Regions from separate parts of the Zea mays genome. Here region 1 is linked to region 2. A link is a contact called in public Hi-C data. All regions are on one chromosome and are shown on one strand. Each heading gives the region's core, a stretch centred on a gene start, on an enhancer-like site or on the middle of the called end of the contact. The rest is flanking DNA. Distances are from core to core; before and after follow the strand shown.

Region 1 (4,215 bases), core at 1,158-3,657, 220 kb before region 2:
TAGCAAAAGATTGGAGGAGGTGAAACCCACCGCACGAAATGCTTGTATGGTCGTCTCTCTCTACAAGTCATTAAAAAACATGTATGTTACATCAAACTTATTAGGATCATCTATCACTAAAAGAAAAGACATCATTTATGGTCCTAAATAGGTTGATAACACCAACTTATTAATAATTTAATAACATATAAAAAACTCTAGTGTTATTAGCGTGATTAACTGGATTAGTTTAAAAATCCATAATGTTATTTTTAAAAAGAAATTAAAATAAAAAACCACTTTAAATAGTGTCGATATGATTCAAACGCATAGCGTCTTAGCGCGTGATTGGTTAACTGCTCCGCGGGTACAGCTGCACCTGCGGATCATTAAAGCACTGTGTGTTCGGTAACAAGCTCTACGCATGTAGATCAATGTGATGTAAATCAGAGCACGCATGCAGGCCGCGCCTGTCGTCATAGTTGATTAGTTGCCCAAATGGAGATGCACGAATTTCGAGATGCTTTTTTAGTATGTTTTTCTTATACCTTTTAATTAAAAGATTTAATCATCGAACCGATTTCATATTTATGTTTCTGATATTTTTACGAATAAAATTAGACCATACATGGTGTATAATCTTTGAACATTTATTTATATGGTCTTCTCTAGTACACGTCTGACACAAACAACCAAACACTAGTTGTATTTGATCTGAATATACCAATACAAACAACCAAACAAAAACCTATGCACAAAGAGCCAAACTGCTCAAATACGAGCCAGGCTACCGGCCTACCGCTGTACAGCAACCAATCACACGGATATAGTAATACATATAGTACAACACTGCGGTATTTGGTTGCATTGTGTGCATGTCATTCAATCGGTTGTCCAAAATAAACACGTACGTACACGTGAGGTTTGATCAATCTTTTTCATGTGGGTCTGCGATGCAAGTGGTGATGGAGGCGATATCTTATCTGTATATGCTGAGGTACCTCTATAAAAATCGAAATACCGTAAGGCCGTTGTCCGGTGTGTTGCGTGTCGGTGAAAACCCACAAACTAGTTGTGGGGCGAGCCGCGAGCAGCAACCAGCGCTACCGTCCTGTTGTTGTGGGGCTTGGTTGATGATCTTGCACTTAGGGATGGCAACGGGTAAAATATCCGCGCATATTGTCTCTGGACATCCATATCCACGACTTATATCTAATATTCGAACCCTACCCGTTACCCGCCATAGATAACAAACAGTATCCACATCCGTTACCCGCGAGTAACGTATATCCGCGGATATATCTGTTTGCCCACTAGACATACAAAATATTTAAATCCAGCAAATTCAAATATGATATCATATTTGTCCAGCAAATTTAAATATGATCTTGTTGAGTGCCACCACTAGGGGTTTCCATGGCAGCGGTAACGCATTGAATTAATAAAAGTAACAATCAACAAGTCGTTGAATCTGAAATAATCTGTAATTGCATTTGGGTGAGAAAAACAATCAACAAGTCGTTGCATCTAGAATAACCTGTACTTTACACCAGGACAGCCGCGCAGGAGCCGGGGACCGAGGGAAGGTAGCACGCGCAGGGACTGAGGGGAGCAGGCCGCAGGAGCGCTGCAACTGGGCACAGAGCGCAGGCGCGCGGGGAGTCAGCGATGCAGGGAGCCAGGGACTGAGGATGAGCTGCGCAGGGAGTCAACGATGCAGGGACTGAGGACGAGCTGGAGATCTGCGCTCTGTGCCCGGGAGCCGCGCAGGAGCCAGGGACCCGGACCGATAGGGGGCAGTGGCTGCGGGAGTCTGGGAGAGGTGAGATGGAGTGTGCGGCGGCGGTAGGAGTGGGCGACGGCGGTAGGAGTGGGCGAGTGGGAGAGGACAGAGGAGAAGAGAATGAGACCGGAGAATGGACTGGCGGAGCGAGGGCTTCGCTGGATTGCTGGAAGCCTGGAGATTGGAGAACGCTTGTGGCCTTGTGGGCTATGGCCCGTGGGCCTGCGGGACTGGTGTAATTTTGACGGATATTCGGGTAATTGAGTATGGATATTGATTTTTTGTATTCGTTTTAAAAATATCCACGGATATCAAGTGCTACCCGTATCCATATTCATGGATACAGACTTGTACCCAAAATCATGCCCAACGGGTTTTTTATCCACGGGTACGCGGATAAATGACATTCATTGCCATCCCTGCTTGCACTTACACGCCCATAATCCTTCTCGCTTGTTGGACACCGTCGGTCACCATTGTTGGACAAGGCCTTGCAGTCAAGCGGGCCGTGGGAAGCTTTCCCTGGGCCGTCGGGATTTATGCCATCTGCAAGTGAAGCCCGCTAAGAATTCGCATGGCCCAGAGCCCCATACGCACTCAAGCCTGAACTGAATGGCTCCTTCCAGTTGCTCACTGCCTGTTGATGCCTCCTGCCCTAAATCCTGAAGAACTAGGCATCAGCTGTTCAGCGCGCACACACGTGACGCGTCCCGGTGCTGTACTTCCGGCGAACGGAGAAAAGCATGACACATAGGGTCGGTTTGTTTCAGCTTATAGATTATATAATCTGGATTATAATCTAAATTATATAATTTAGATATATTATAATCTCTATATGTAGTTATTTGATAGTTTAGATTATACAAATGTAGATTATTCACAAAGACAACAATATTATTATTGTTTATTTGAGGTAAGAAAAGAATGATAGCATATATTGTAATTTCTATTTCCATTACCATGAATAGTGGATCTTTTGTCAAAATAATCTCAAATAAACTAGTCTTGAGAAGATTATGAGATTATCATAATCTGGAGTTTAGATTATATAATCTAAATCCATAATCTATATGTTCGTTTAACTATTGATTATTTGTACTGTATTATATAAGGCATGTTTGGTTCACTACCTCAGTTGCCACATTTTGCCTAACTTTTCTGCCTAAGGTTAGTTATTCAATTCGAACGACTAACTTTAGATAAAGTGTGGCACATTTAGCCACAAACCAAACAGGCCCATAATCTGGAGAGATTATAATCTAAAACAAACAGTGCCATACTACTATCGTCTAACGTTCTTTCCGGCTCTGCTAGCGGCCGGAGAGGAGAGCGACGTGGCGAGCTTGCACAGAGGGCTGCGCGGCGCCGGCGAGCTCTCGGCGAACGCCGGGAGTGTGTGCACGACCAGGGCATAGGGCGTAGCGACGAGCGCCGAGCGGGCGTGGTGAGCTCGCGACCGGTCGGGGAGCGGGCGCAAACGCGGCGGAGTGTTAGCACACCACTGATGCTAGGGAACTGGCACTCAGGGAGTTGCCTTGAGTAGGAAGAAGGGGAACGAGTTACAGGGTTCAGATTACAATAATAAGTATTTTTCTCTAGCGCAAACGCGGCGGAGGGCGGCGCGGGATCTCCCTGCCGGCACGACCAGCGATGCAGCGAGCTCACATCACAGCGAGCGTGTACGGCAGGGAGGTGCGGATGGTGGCGAGGAGGGCGACGAGGCGAGCGTGCGCGGCCTGCACACAGAGGGCGGTGCGGCGAGCAGGCAGCCGGCGTAGCGAGCGACGAGGCTCGCTCGCTCGCAGCGCGGTACGTGAGCGTGCCAGGCTGAGGTGGAGGGCGGCGCCGGCGCGAAACGCGGCAAGCTGGCCGGCCGGCGGCCGCCACCGCGGTGAAGCCGAAAGAGGCCCGCAACTCGCGCCTATGCGCCGGTTGTCAAGGTGTATATCCCTGCTCCGCGCCGTGTTTCTACGGTACCTCCATGCATCTCCGATCCACCTTGTCGCAACGCATGACCTTGCGTTGCGAGCCTGCACTGCACTGCACGCACGAGAACGGCCCCCATGGCGACGCGCTCACATGGCCTTCCGCCAACCACTAGTGTTGACTTGAACAAAAACACATTAAAAAAGAAAAGAGGATCGCTTCGTCAGATCAGAATCAGACAGAGCGCCTCGATCTCCAATCAAAAGACCAGACTCCAGAGCACCTCCGGACTAAAACAAAAAAACAAATTACAAATACGCCTCCTCCTCCGGATGCGTACTTGCGAGGCCAAATCAAAGATATCCTATTGTTCGTTCGGGCCGGCTCATCTCCCTGTCTGTCGGTGACATCATCTGGTCTGGGATTAACTAACGATGAGGCTGCGACTGCGAGGAGACAGAAACCCTGCACCTGCTAGCTTCCAGATAAGATCGTTATGGCGTAATGTATAATCTAATTAGTACGTG
Region 2 (4,068 bases), core at 470-2,969:
TTCATGAGATGTCGTGGCCGTCGGAGGAGCGCTGGAGCCTGGTGGAAGGACAGCTGTCGGGGCTGTCGAGTCCTTGCTGACGTCTCCTTGCTTCAGAAAGGGCCGAGAGCCACCGTCGTCATAGAGCACGTGGGGCGCCATCATTACTTGTTTACCGGGGCGAGCCAGATGGGACGCCGGTCTTGTTCCCCGTAGCTTGAGCTAGCTAGGGGTAGGGTAATGATGCCCCCCCCCGTGACGTGGTCGGTCCGAGCCCTGGGTCGGGCGAGGCGGAGGCTCCTCCGAGGTCGAGGTCGAGTCTGTCTTTCGTGGTCGAGGTCGAGTCCGAGCCCCGGGTCGGGCGAGGCGGAGACCGTCGGCTGAGGCCAGGGCTGAGTCCGAGCCCTGGGGTCGGGCAAGGCGGAGTTCGTCGTCTTCGGGGGCTGAGCCCGAGTCCGAGCCCTAGGGTCGGGCGAGGCGGAGTTCGTCGTCTTCCGGGGGCCGAGGCCGAGTCCGAGCCCTGGGGTCGGGCGAGGCGGAGTTCGTCGTCTTTCGGGGCCGAGGCCGAGTCCGAGCCCTGGGGTCGGGCGAGGCAGAGCTTCCTATGGCGCCCGAGGCCTGACTTGGCTGCTGTCAGCCTCACTCTGTCGAGTGGCACAACAGTCGGAGCGGCGCAGGCGGCGCTGTCCTCTCGTCAGGCGGTCAGTGGAGCGGCGAAGTGACTGCGGTCACTTCGGCTCTGTCGACTGGAGGGCGCGCGTCAGGATAAGGTGTCAGGCCATCCTCGCATTAAATGCTTCTGCGGTGCGGTCGGTCGGTGTGGCAATCTGGCCAAGGTTGCTTGTTGGCGAAGACTGGGCCTCGGGCGAGACGTGAATCCTCCGGGGTCGGCTGCCCTTGCCCGAGGCTGGGCTCGGGTGAGGCGAGATCGTGTCCCTTGAGTGGACCGAGCCTTGACTTAATCGCACCCATCAGGCCTTTGCAGCTTTGTGCTGATGGGGTTACCAGCTGAGATTAGGAGTCTTGGGGGTACCCCTAATTATGGTCCCCGACATCTGCATTGTCGTCCCTTCGTCTCCGAACCACCGTCAGCGTTTTGATAACCTGCACGGGTGCCGGCGAATCAGGTTTCTGGGAAGTGCTTCGCGCACGTCCGCTCGGGTTCCTCTAAAAAATCGTAGAAATCACTGTGAATAAATCTGCAGTTTCAGTTTGTTGCAATGACGGTCTTATGGTTAGATCCGCTGTCGATTGTTATTTTATGCGTTAATCTTATTGAGTTAGTTTAGATCTGTTCTTGTTGAGGTAGTAGATCTGGATTTTTTTCGTTTTATACTGCATTATCAAATTAATTTTAGATCCTGTTAATATTTCCAACAATTTGGATCAGTGTCCGGAGGTCTTTTCTGAGGTGCAATGGCCACCCTAGCCCTCGGCAATGGCACTGATGGTTGGTAGTTGCTGAATACTGGTACGGTACCTCAATGCCTGTTTCCATTCAGCTCTGGGACGTTCACCGTTTGATGTGCTGTACGGACATCCGCCATGTCACTTTGGGACGTTCACCGGTTTCCAGATTGGGACAAGCTGGTTTTGCATTGCATGGAGATGGGAATGTCAGTTAGGAGAGGCTGAGGACCGAAGAGTGCTGACTGGCGTCGGTGGCGTGGTCTAAATCCTGAACCCCAATCTTCTCTTATATGCTTCTTCTTCATCCTCTGGCTACCGAAACTTGTTTGGTTATCCTCGGATTCTCGCTGAGCATCGTGACACATGGCGAGCAGAGCAACCACAGCCAGGGGTGCGCTCCCGCCTTATCCACTTCTTTGGTTTTCGCGCTAGATGCTCTGCAAACTCGCCAAACCCTCAGCGTTTCCCGGGGCCCAGACGAACAGAGGCAAACCGAGGCATCCATCACCTCGGCAGAACGCCAGAACCCATACGCAACTCGCAGTCGCAGCGACCGTCCGCTCGCTCCCGCCTTTCGTTTGCCCCGCCGCCTCTATCCTTTCCTCGACTCCTCCGCATCCACCACCTGTTCGACCCAGCACCGGAGAGTCCCCACCCACCCAATGGCGACCGCCACCGCGGCCGTAGCGCCGCCGTCCACCTCCACCTCCTCGGTCCTCCTGCGCCGCCGGCTCCCTTCCCCGGCGCCCGCGTCCGCGTCCGCCGCCTTCCCCCGGCTCCCCGGCCCGCCCCCGCCCCCGCCGCGCCGCGCGCGCCTGCTCCTCCTCCAGGTCGCGCTCACCAGCGAGGTGGCCTCGGACGACGTGGCGGCCGAGGAGGCCGCGGCCGCGCCCAAGATCGGCAGGCGGGTGCGCGTCACGGCGCCGCTCCGCGTCCACCACGTCATCAAGGCGCCCGACCTGGACGTCCAGGGCATGGAGGGCGTCGTCAAGCAGTACGTCGGCGTGTGGAAGGGCAAGCGCGTCACCGCCAACCTGCCCTTCAAGGTCGAGGTCCAGCTCGCCGTCGAGGGCCAGCCCAAGCCCGTCCGGTTCTTCGTCCACCTCCGTGAGGACGAGTTCGAGTTCGTCGATGGGGAGTGATGTGACGGGCGTCAGTCAGAGCGCGTCCGAGTTAACCGTTCTTATAGATTATAGAATAATCATGGCCGCGGCGGTCGCTTGTGTCTTGTGTATATTGTTCCGGCGGGGTAGTAAGCTTGGGAGTGGCAAATGTTTCAGCTGTTGGGAATTGTTCGGAGTTATAATAGTGATCATTTTGCCGCTGTTTGTCGACTATGCTCCGTGGATTGCTGCTGTTTAGAAACCCTTCCATTGCGCCTTTTCTAAATCCTCCGAACAACCAGCATCACCTTAGCATGTGCTCAATCGAAATTATGGGCCCCTAAGGTCAAAGTGTGCAGGTGTAGTTTTGTATTTACATTGGACAGGCAGATGCACATTACATTCAGTATTTTGTCCTACATTAGATCAGCTCCAACCGAGGGAATGGATTTTTAGCTGTTTAAGCCTCTTGTGCGGGCAAAAAAAAAACATCCTCCTAACTTAAGGGTCAGGGGGAGGCAGGAGGCAGGGTTACTTTGTGTGTGATGAGGGATGAGAGAGAGAAAGAATGATCTAAATAATATTGATCATATGATTTGAGTGGGTAAGAGAGAAGGGATCTCTAGCGATTTGAATAATTGGTTTTGAGGGAGTGTTATGTGTGAGTGTAATTTGTTTAACGAAGGTTATGGGTGTGGAGGTGGTTTCGTTAGAATTTGCAAAGTTAAAACTGGTGGATTATAAAAGGAGTATAGATTAATGTCTATTTTTATATGTTTTATATATTGGCCATTGTTTTACACAGTGGGATATAATAGTATTATAGTACTTTACGTTGACACTATAACATAGTTGTAGTCAAGGGCAGAATTAGGCTCATAGCCACATGGACCATGGCCTAGGGTTAGGGATGACAATCAGGTGGATATGACACAAGTGTATGGTTCACGAATCTATACCTGTTAGAGATGACAACGGGATCGAAAGGACATAAGTGTATGGTTCGTGAATCTATACCCGCGAAACAAAAACTCAATCATTACTATACACATACTAGTTAGGTACTCGTGCGTTGCAACGACATGCAAAATATTCAACAGAATATTAGTACTCGTGCGTTGCAACGACATGCAAAATATTCAACAGAATATTACTGCACAACAATTATATAAAACGAACACCATATATATTATCGCCCTTAATGTCTCACAAATCCTTTGGCAACAACCAATATAGAACTAAACTGATACAAATCAAATTATACTTTAATGTAAATTTTAGTAAAAAACAAAGTATAAGAAATAAATACATTATTCGTTGGTCGTTGCCAATACACATTAAAAATCATGTAAAAAAGGATTACAATAACAAGTGGGAGTAAAAAAAATCTGAATCTCTGTTTCTTATCCTAAAGAATAAACTATTATGGGTCGATTTGACCGAAAACCGCAGCTTTGAGACATGACCACTCAATAACCTGTCTCTATATATCTAGATACATAAAATTAAGAACCAAACCACAAGGATTTCAGAACCACACAACAATGTCTGAAGAGGCCATTTTGTTTTAATAATT

What was found. Hi-C and Micro-C count contacts between places; a contact is called where the count stands out from the background.
Region 1: a contact with region 2 is called in a Hi-C map of leaf, with 10 times the contacts expected there. The contact joins the enhancer-like site here to the promoter of LOC100285570 in region 2. A contact is called at or near these places in 11 of 25 Hi-C or Micro-C datasets (bundle sheath, ear, endosperm and 5 more) and 1 of 3 datasets of contacts at active chromatin or transcription factors (leaf).

Annotation. Positions count from the first base shown.
Region 1 is chr4:151,558,768-151,562,982 of Zm-B73-REFERENCE-NAM-5.0, reverse strand. No RefSeq gene overlaps it. Among protein-coding and RNA genes, the nearest start is that of LOC109939235, 67 kb to the right of the region's middle. Within about 2 kb of position 2,407, at least 20 of the 20 cell types and tissues checked have an H3K27ac peak or open chromatin away from gene starts, as enhancers often do. A contact at or near this core is called in bundle sheath, ear, endosperm and 5 more, where this site is marked.
Region 2 is chr4:151,343,151-151,347,218 of Zm-B73-REFERENCE-NAM-5.0, reverse strand. It overlaps LOC100285570 (ferredoxin-thioredoxin reductase, variable chain-like), which reads left to right and starts at 1,719. Exons shown (of 1, transcript XM_020551890.2): 1 at 1,719-2,726. The coding sequence starts at 2,052. The coding sequence ends at 2,531.